Linked DNA regions of Sus scrofa: all the other regions are linked to region 3. A link is a contact called in public Hi-C and HiChIP or PLAC-seq data. All regions are on one chromosome and are shown on one strand. Each heading gives the region's core, a stretch centred on a gene start, on an enhancer-like site or on the middle of the called end of the contact. The rest is flanking DNA. Distances are from core to core; before and after follow the strand shown. Region 1 overlaps ARHGAP18 (rho GTPase-activating protein 18). Region 2 holds the start of L3MBTL3 (lethal(3)malignant brain tumor-like protein 3). Region 3 overlaps ARHGAP18 (rho GTPase-activating protein 18).

The links. A called contact is a pair of places that touch in the nucleus more often than the background predicts. HiChIP or PLAC-seq counts read pairs in DNA pulled down with a chosen protein or histone mark.
Region 1: a contact with region 3 is called in a Hi-C map of alveolar macrophages, with 2.8 times the contacts expected there. The contact joins two enhancer-like sites. A contact is called at or near these places in 1 of 5 promoter capture datasets (fetal liver), 13 of 47 Hi-C or Micro-C datasets (alveolar macrophages, brain, embryonic fibroblasts and 8 more) and 1 of 2 datasets of contacts at active chromatin or transcription factors (alveolar macrophages).
Region 2: a contact with region 3 is called in an H3K27ac HiChIP or PLAC-seq map of alveolar macrophages. The contact joins the promoter of L3MBTL3 here to the enhancer-like site in region 3. A contact is called at or near these places in 1 of 5 promoter capture datasets (liver), 4 of 47 Hi-C or Micro-C datasets (embryonic fibroblasts, fetal skeletal muscle, retroperitoneal adipose tissue and 1 more) and 2 of 2 datasets of contacts at active chromatin or transcription factors (alveolar macrophages and skeletal muscle).

The regions. Positions count from the first base shown.
Region 1 is chr1:33,690,619-33,693,599 of Sscrofa11.1, reverse strand. All of the region lies in intron 10 of ARHGAP18 (rho GTPase-activating protein 18), which reads right to left. Among named protein-coding and RNA genes, the nearest start is that of ARHGAP18, 160 kb to the right of the region's middle. Within about 2 kb of position 1,724, at least 7 of the 83 cell types and tissues checked have an H3K27ac peak or open chromatin away from gene starts, as enhancers often do. A contact at or near this core is called in alveolar macrophages, where this site is marked.
Region 2 is chr1:33,318,194-33,320,893 of Sscrofa11.1, reverse strand. L3MBTL3 (lethal(3)malignant brain tumor-like protein 3) reads left to right here and starts at 1,417. Exons shown (of 23, transcript XM_021088384.1): 1 at 1,417-1,578.
Region 3 is chr1:33,544,710-33,547,468 of Sscrofa11.1, reverse strand. All of the region lies in intron 1 of ARHGAP18 (rho GTPase-activating protein 18), which reads right to left. Among named protein-coding and RNA genes, the nearest start is that of ARHGAP18, 18 kb to the right of the region's middle. Within about 2 kb of position 1,293, at least 15 of the 83 cell types and tissues checked have an H3K27ac peak or open chromatin away from gene starts, as enhancers often do. A contact at or near this core is called in alveolar macrophages, where this site is marked.

The DNA of each region.
Region 1 (2,981 bases), core at 475-2,974, 150 kb before region 3:
CGTGAACTTCTTTTGCCTCCTTTCTTGAATCAACTTTGGTCTAAAGGAGTAACAACAATAACTGCACAGGTATTCCATGCTTTCTATGGGCAAACCACTGTTTTCAGCATATTGCAGAGATCATCTCACTTAATCCTGACTGGAGAGAGATGCTGGAAGGACCCCCATCTCAAAGATGAGAAAACAAAATCTAAGAGAAGGCACGTAACTAACCAGAGGTTAGACAGTGAGCAGATGGTAGAGAGGGAATTTAAGTGCATGTCCACCTGGCTTTGTTTCTGAACTCTTAACTATTAAAAGAAGCATGTTTTCACAATGAGCCTAAAATCCCTACTTGAAAAAGGTCAAATAAACTACCACAAAATGGAAAAACAAAAGAAAAAAATCTCTCACAGGATTTCAGGGGGAAAGATTCCTTTCAGTGCTAACAGGTTGACCTTGAATCAAGTTTAGCTGACACAGACACTCCCAAATTTGAAACAAACTGAAGCCTTAATATCTAACAATGAGATTTATGTATCTAATTTCCTGTACAGTGCTCAGCAAGTTAAACTGTAATCCAAGCATGAGGTTATATAGAAAAAAATACCTCCTCAAATGAGGACAAAAGATTAATTGGTAAGGTTTGGAAAAAATATTTAATTTTGTTCCAGAGACCAGAATAATTATTCACAGACTAGTGTATCTCTTTCTTTACAAGCATAAATTACAGAGATTAGGTAATAAACCACTTAAATGTGGTATGCATGATTCAATAAAGTTATTCAAAATACTACTATCAGAATATTAGAATCAGTAAGTGTGTGTGTGGATATGAAACTAATAAAATGTTAGCCTAGCCCCTGCTGAAAGAACTTCATCTTCAGATGTATCTTCTCTTTATCAAGGACAGTCCTTTTGAAAAAGTATCTATCACCAGTCCATTGTTATATATTAGTATCACTGGACCTACTCTCTGAAAACCTAGTCCCAGCACAGTTACTTATTAGTCATGTGTATTTTTTGCCTTTTCTTTCCTTTTTTTTGGCATCCCTGCTCTTTAAAGCCTTCTAATTCACAAAATGGGGAAACTAACCTCCCAACCCTGCTGGGATGAAGCAAGACAATGTATACAATGAACTTCCTAAAACCACAAAAACGCTAAACACGTGCCGATAATATATTAACATAGATTCACCATTGATATCTTCACATCAGTCTTTGTTAAAGACTAAGTCGGGGAGTTCTCATCGTGGCTCAGTTGAAACGAATCTCACTAGCATCCACGAAGACACGGGTTTGATCCCTGGCCTCGCTCAGTGCGTTAAGGATCTGGCATTGCTGTGAGTTGTGGTGCACATTGTAGATGCGGTCCAGATCTGGTGTTGGTGTGGCTGTGGTGTAGGCCGGCGGCTATAGCTCTGATAGGACCCCTGGCCTGGGAACCTCCATGTGCCAAGGGTGCAGCCCTAAAATATATAAATAAACAGACAGACAGTCTAAGCCAAAGGTAGGTATGATCACTGGTCCAGATGCACAATAATCCAAGGTGTTAAAAAAAGAAAAAACTCCTGGTCGAGTAACCTGCCCAAAGACACCTGTTGCTTTAGATTTAAACTGGGACACAGTGTTTCACACGGTCCCTCCAAACCCTTCGTTAGATGTGCTGTAAAAATAGTCTACACAAGACATGCACGTGATCCTGTCCCTCCAAACAGCCACTGAAGGAGTGGCACCAGGACAGGAAAAACGGAGCAAGTCTGCATTCAACTTCCTGAAATTACTTTGTGATGAAGTTTCCCTTCTCCTTTAGAGAACTAAATTTAAATGGCTTATGCTCTTGTACAAATGGTATACTTGCTTCAATGTTTCTATTATTAGAAATCTTGTTTGAAACCTTCATCAGAGCTGGCTGATTAAGCTACTAAAGCTTAAGTAAATTAGGAAAATTACTTGTGCGCATTTTCCAATATTTTACCCCCCAAAAAGTATTTTCCACCTTATTTATATGACTGTGCTCCCAGGAACCTTACATGCTAAAATTAAAATCACTTAATATTTTTAAGAAATATATATTTTTTTTCCTTTTGCCTTTTCTAGGGCTGCTTCCCGCAACATATGGAGGTTCCCAGGCTAGGGGTCGAATCAGAGCCATAGCCACAGGCCTACGCCAGAGCCACAGCAACGTGAGATCCGAGCCTCGTCTGCGACCTACACCACAGCTCACGGCAACACCGGATCCTTAACCCACTGAGCAAGGCCAGGGATTGAACCGGCAACCTCATGGTTCCTAGTCGGATTCGTTAACCACTGCGCCACGACGGGAACTCCAAGAAATATAATTTTAAACAGATTAAAAAAAAAGAAGAAGAATATGCTGGGGACTTGAAAGGCAAATCCAAGAATGAACTGAAGACCAAACTCACCCATCAGTAACCATATTGGGATTAGCAGTCCCTCCCACAACTATCAGAACACATTTGAATGCAGAAAGTAAATGATGTGTCTTTCAAGTTCCACCTTATAATGACCATTCTTTATTTTTTTCTCTTTTTGGCTGATCTAAACTTACTAAATTTATTTCATGTCATTGTGGTGACTTTCACAGCTATTTAGACTTATTTTCAATCACCTTACTGTTCGTAGAATTCATTAACAAACTAGGATTTTACACCTAAAGGTTTTCAGCAGCACAGCAGGATAGCAAAGGGGCCTATGAGGTGCTGGTAACTGGAACCTAGGTCTGATTTTTTTTTTTTTTTTTTTTTTAATGCTTTTTAGGCCTGCACCTGCCGCTGGCCTAGCCACAGCTCACAGCAAATGTCGGATCCTTAACCTACTGAGTGAGACCAGGGATCGAATCTGCATCCTCAAGGACACTGATGAGGTTCATAATCTACTTAGCCACAATGGGAACTCTCAGGTCTGATCATTTAGATAGATGATTAAAACATTATTGCTTTATTAGTTCTATTAGCCTGGGTTATCATGCTGATGGGCAC
Region 2 (2,700 bases), core at 168-2,667, 230 kb after region 3:
AGCAGCTCGAAAAAGGTTGGATGTGGTAGGTGAAATCAATGAGATTACCTATAGCTCTCACTAACCCAGCCTTCCCACTTTGCACCCTTAAACCACTGGTTGCCCAACAAATGAAGCATACTCTATAAACTCATTTCAGCTTCACAGAGTTCGTTTCTTTGTCTTGAGTACATGTCAAGCCCTATGTCCTGGTTTTTGGTTTGGAGAATTCGGTCACTGTACCAACACACGACATAGTCGGGTGGTCTGCTTCTCTAGGGTAATTTCATGGTCCTAAGGAAAGAATTTAACAGTTTATTTTCTGAAACTGGTTCAAGGAACATTCCTTAAGTGAAAAAATTCAATCAAGAATATTATTACTTACATTTTGAGGAAGGATTTTTTAAAGCAGAATTTCCATCTGTGATATATTTAAATTCTAGACCTCAGGCAGCAATTTCGGAAAAGGGCCTCCTTTACCCTTTATTAGATACAAACTAAATACTCCACTCTGAGTAGTGGGGCCTTACTTTGTCTCCCCACTCCTGTGAAATGTAAGACTTGCTTCCACCATTTCTGAAATTATGAGTGCTACTTTTTTTTTTTCTCGCAAACTCTGTTATGAAGGTAAACATATTTATTACAACTTCAATTTCTTGAATTATTTTCTAAGTACTTGCATCTAGTAGAAAAGGAGCATGGTGAACTGCCCAAAAAAGAAGCCTGCAGTCAATAAGTGGAAAGCTGTCAATACAGAAATACAATACTCTTGCTTGATTAGTTTTGATGCCTTAACAAAGCAGGTTTTGCTGTTTAGGACTGCTCAGCCATCTTGACTGAATACGTTCAGAGGGTAGTCCACGGCCGACCTGCTTATTGTCAAGGGACTTTAACACTGATTTCCAAGTTGACATACGAATCCCAACATATTTCACAACCGAGGCCTAACATGTTTAAGCTGTCAATAAAGACCAACACTTAGGAAACGCAAGGCACGCGCAAGTTTTATATGCACACTTTATAACGCATTCTTCCAGTCCTCAAAGAGGGGGGAGGTTCTATAGCCTAGAAGCTTAAAACTTTATTTCTTATTTTTCATGACCTGTAGCACGCGTTTAGCCTTTTTGGGTTGTGTTTGTATAAGGCTGTGGCCCACTCTTGAATGGCTGAAAGCAGACGTTTAACAGTACATGGTGGATTAGCTGCTCAGAGAAATGCCTTTTTAAAAAAGTAAAGTGAAAAATAGACAAAGAAATCTATAATCTTAGCAGTCTTTCATATTTGTTTTGATTGTTCTTGAACCAGCCCTGAGCCGGTGACAAGGATATTGAAAAGATGCACCTGAAACAGTATCTGCGGGCTGCTGCATTTGCCAACCGGCTTTATTGCTGCTTTCCAGTGGCGAAGGCGCAGCAGCATTAACAGGGAAGCCAGAGCGAGCCTCCCCGGCAGCGGCGGCGGCGGCGGCACAGGCACCAGCGCAGTTTCCCCCTCTCCCCAGCCCTGACTCTACGCGCACATGCGCACTGCGCCCGCAGCCCTGGACCATTTGTCAGGACTACTCGTGAGACGGAGAAAAAAAAAAGAGAAAATTTGGGGGTAAGAAGCGGTTGATCGGATCTAATCTCTAATTAATATGAAGATTTGTCCGTGCAAAAGCCATTCATTTATTTTTCTGGGGGAGGATGAAAGTTAAGAGACCTATAGAGAGAAGGAAGCGCACCCTCGTCTTGTGAAACAGATCAGGGGAGGGGAAAGGACAGAAGGGGTTTCTCCCCCACTTCTCTGCGCCTCTGGGAAAGAGGAGAAAACTTAATCCCGGGGAAAAAAGTGGGCAAGTGACTCGGAAACGGCTGGAGGGGGAGTCTCTGGGCATCTCACTCTTAAGTAGTGAGTGCGAGTGTGAAAGAGGAACAAAAGAGAGAGAAAAGAGAAAGGAAAAAATGGGGGGAGGAGAGACTTGTATTTTTTCCTTTGCGCGCACACGGGGAAGGGTGTGGGGGGCCGTGCGGAAGGGAGCCGGGGCGAGGCGGCCGCGTCGGGCTCTCGCCCGCGCGCAGGCGGCGGGATGCGTGTGGGCCCCCTCCCCCGCGCCCCCCGAGCTTGTCACTTTGGTCGCTTTCATGACACCGGGCGCGGGGTGGGGGAGCGCGGCGGCGCCGGGCTCCGCCGGGGTGCGTGCCCGAGTGGGCGCCGCGGAGCCGCAGCCCGGGCGGCGAGCGCGGCGGCCCAGGCGGGGGGCGCTGCCGGGGGTGGGGGGAGCGCGGGGGCGGCCGGGGCCGCGGATCGGTGCGGCGGGAGGCGCGAGCCCCGCGCGCCGCCCCTGCGGCCCCCTCCGCCCGTGTGGCCTTTGTGCCGGGCGCGCACCGGAGAGCGGGCGAGCGAGCGCGAGAAGTACAAGTACGGGAGACCGAGGCAGTGGGAAAAGAGGCCGGGCCACTTTCTCCCCGCTCTGGCTGCGGAGAATGGACTGGTTGAATGTGCAGGCGCGTCTCCCCGGCGTGTGCTGTGTGTGTGTGTGCGCGGCGGAAAGGCCTCCCCGACTCCCACCGCGCACACGCACACTCACACGCACGCACACACTCACGGACCCGCGGCGGGCTCGGCGGCCGAGAGTTTGCGTTTTCTTCCTCGCCGCCTCCCCCTTCCCGACCGACTGTGTGAGAATTTCATATAGATCAGCTCCAATTTCCGCCATTTTGGGAAAGTTGCACAAAAATA
Region 3 (2,759 bases), core at 44-2,543:
TAATTTCTACGACCTCTTCCAGTCCAATCCCCTCTAATTCTAGTTTCCACTTTGGACCACTGAACCGTGAAGTTTAAACTACTTTAAACTTTTACTGGGACGAAGTGAATTTTTATCGTCATTGTCCAGCATCCCCATAAGGAAAAAGAAAATTAGGTAAGCTTGTTTTCAGACCAAGCCAACATCTGCTCTAATTTTTCCCCCAGATTTTATTGAGATATAACCAACATATAACACTGTCCTAGTTTAAGGTGTACAACAGAATGATGTGATACATGTATACACAGTAAATGACCACAATTTGTTAATATCCACCACCTCATAGAGTTACAATTTTTTTAAGATGAGAACTTTGAAGATCTATCCTCTTTACAACTTTAAAATATACAATACAGTATTATTAATACAGTCACCATACTGTTCATTACCACTCTAGGATTGATTTATCTTATACCCGGAAGTTAGAACCTTTTGACTCCCTTCATGCATTTCCCTCACCCCCGATAACCACCAATCTCGTCTGTTTCTATGAGTTCTGTTTTTTGCTGCTGGTTTTTTAGAATCCACATAAAAGTGAGATCATACAGACGCAATAAATAAAGAACTGAGGAAGCAGGAGAGAGATGGGGTACTACCTACGAGCTTCCCCGTGAAATGAAATTTGCGAAATGTATTTGACACTGTTGACAGAGGATGTTATCAGACCGCTCAGAATTACAAATGAGGTTAGAAGGACTGTTAGAGACTAAGCAGATTCTATTTCACAATAATTAACAAGGATAGAAAAAGTACACATGCTAAATCACATCAGAAATTTCCTTCGGCTCTGTTTTAGGCGTGCCAGGAAGAATCTGAGTCACTTTTACAGCTCATCCTACTCCTATGCCCCTGAAGGGGCAGGACAGCGGGAGGAAGAGCGTTAGCTGTCTGCAATTAATTACTCATTGAATGTGCTAAGCCATGATCATCTTTCCTTTTGAGCTTTCATCTGAGTATCTCTAAGAACGTTTGAATATTAATTATAACAACACTGTCCTGAAATAATTTGGGGCTTTGATTAAAATTGCATGCCCTACTTTTGATTACTCTCTTCAGGTGTGGAGCCTAAAAAAAAAAAAAAAAAAAAAAAAAAAATCCTAGAAGGTTAGAGCTTAGAAAGACTTGAAGCACATCAAATCCCACGCCTCACCTTTTACAGACGAGGTTCTGAGACTACAGAGGTTAAGAGGCTTGCTTAGTTTCACCTAGCTCATCACAAAGCAGGTTTAGCAGACCATCAACCACATCCTGTTTTCTGAGGCCTCCCGTGAGCTCATGCCAAAATAACGTATTTCATAGTCATCTTTCACCTATCCACCCCAAGCAACTATCAAATGTTAACTTATGGATGACTTTCTTAGACACAAGGCCAGCACCTAAGTAGGAAGGCTCCTGCTGCCCTATCATGGTCAATCTGGAAACTAAGAAAAATGTATTTTCCTGCCTGAGTTTTTTTTTGTTTGTTTGTTTGTTTGTTTTTGACAAAAAGACAAAAAAAATTTTTGTCTTTTTGCCTTTTCTAGGGCCGCTGCTGCAGCATATGGAGGTTCCCAGGCTAGGGGTCGAATAGGAGCTGTAGCCTACACCAGAGCCACAGCAATGTGGGATCCAAGCCGCGTCTGCAACCTACACCACAGCTCACAGCAATGCCAGATCCTTAACCCACTGAGCAAGGCCAGGGATCAAACCCACAACCTCATGGTTCCCAGTCGGATTCGCTAAACACTGCGCCACAATGGGAACTCCCTGCCTGAGATTTTTTTATAACTTATGTCGTCCTCTCATAATTAAGGCAATCAAGAAGGTTAATCACCATACATGAGAGCTGCACACCGTTTTGGAGTTGAATAAGAGGACCTGTATTCAAATCTAAGAAAGCAGCCCCAACACATCAAACGTTCCCTGTAGGAGTTGCCTGGTGGCCTAGCGGTTCAGGATTTGGCATGGCCACTGCTGTGGCTTGGGTCACAGCTATGGTGCAGGTTTGATGCCTGGTCCGGGAACCTCTGCATGGCCTGAGTGCAGCCAAAATAACAGTTCACTTTACCTGATTAGTAACATTAGAGCCTGGGTGCAAGCATCATGTTAACTTCAAGGGATCACAAGCACAGGTCAAATAGCTTTTCTTTTTCCTTTTTTTTTTTTTGGCCGCACCCATGGCATGTAGAAATTCCTGGGCCAGGGATCTAACCCACGCCACAGTAGTGATCCAAGCTGCTGCGGGGACAATGCCTGATCCTTAATCCACTACCCCACAAGGGATCGCCTAAAAGAGCTTTTTTGTTTTTATTGTTAAGTGTTTTACACTAAGCTTCTCTAGGAAAGCAATGGGCCTGTCCCAGGGGAGGTTAGGACCCTGGAGTACAGACAGAAAGAGGAGAGCATCAGAGGACATCTAAAGACTATTTCAATTAATTCACGACATGGCATAGGTCTGGCTCTCAAATGCCACATGTATCTCAAGGGAAAGCCACATTTGACACGGTTCCAAGTGGGACCTTAAGAATCAGACAGACCAGGCTTCTCCCATCAGTCCCAAAGGACCGTGGGCTTATTACTTTACCCCCTTAAGCCTCAGTTTTTTTCCTCCATAAAGTGAAGATAATAAATGAGCCCCCTTCCCAGAAAATTGAGATAATACAAATAAACAGTAGCCAATATTAAGCACACAGTAAGTGCTCATTAAATTTAACTCTTCACCTTGATTCAATAATAATTGA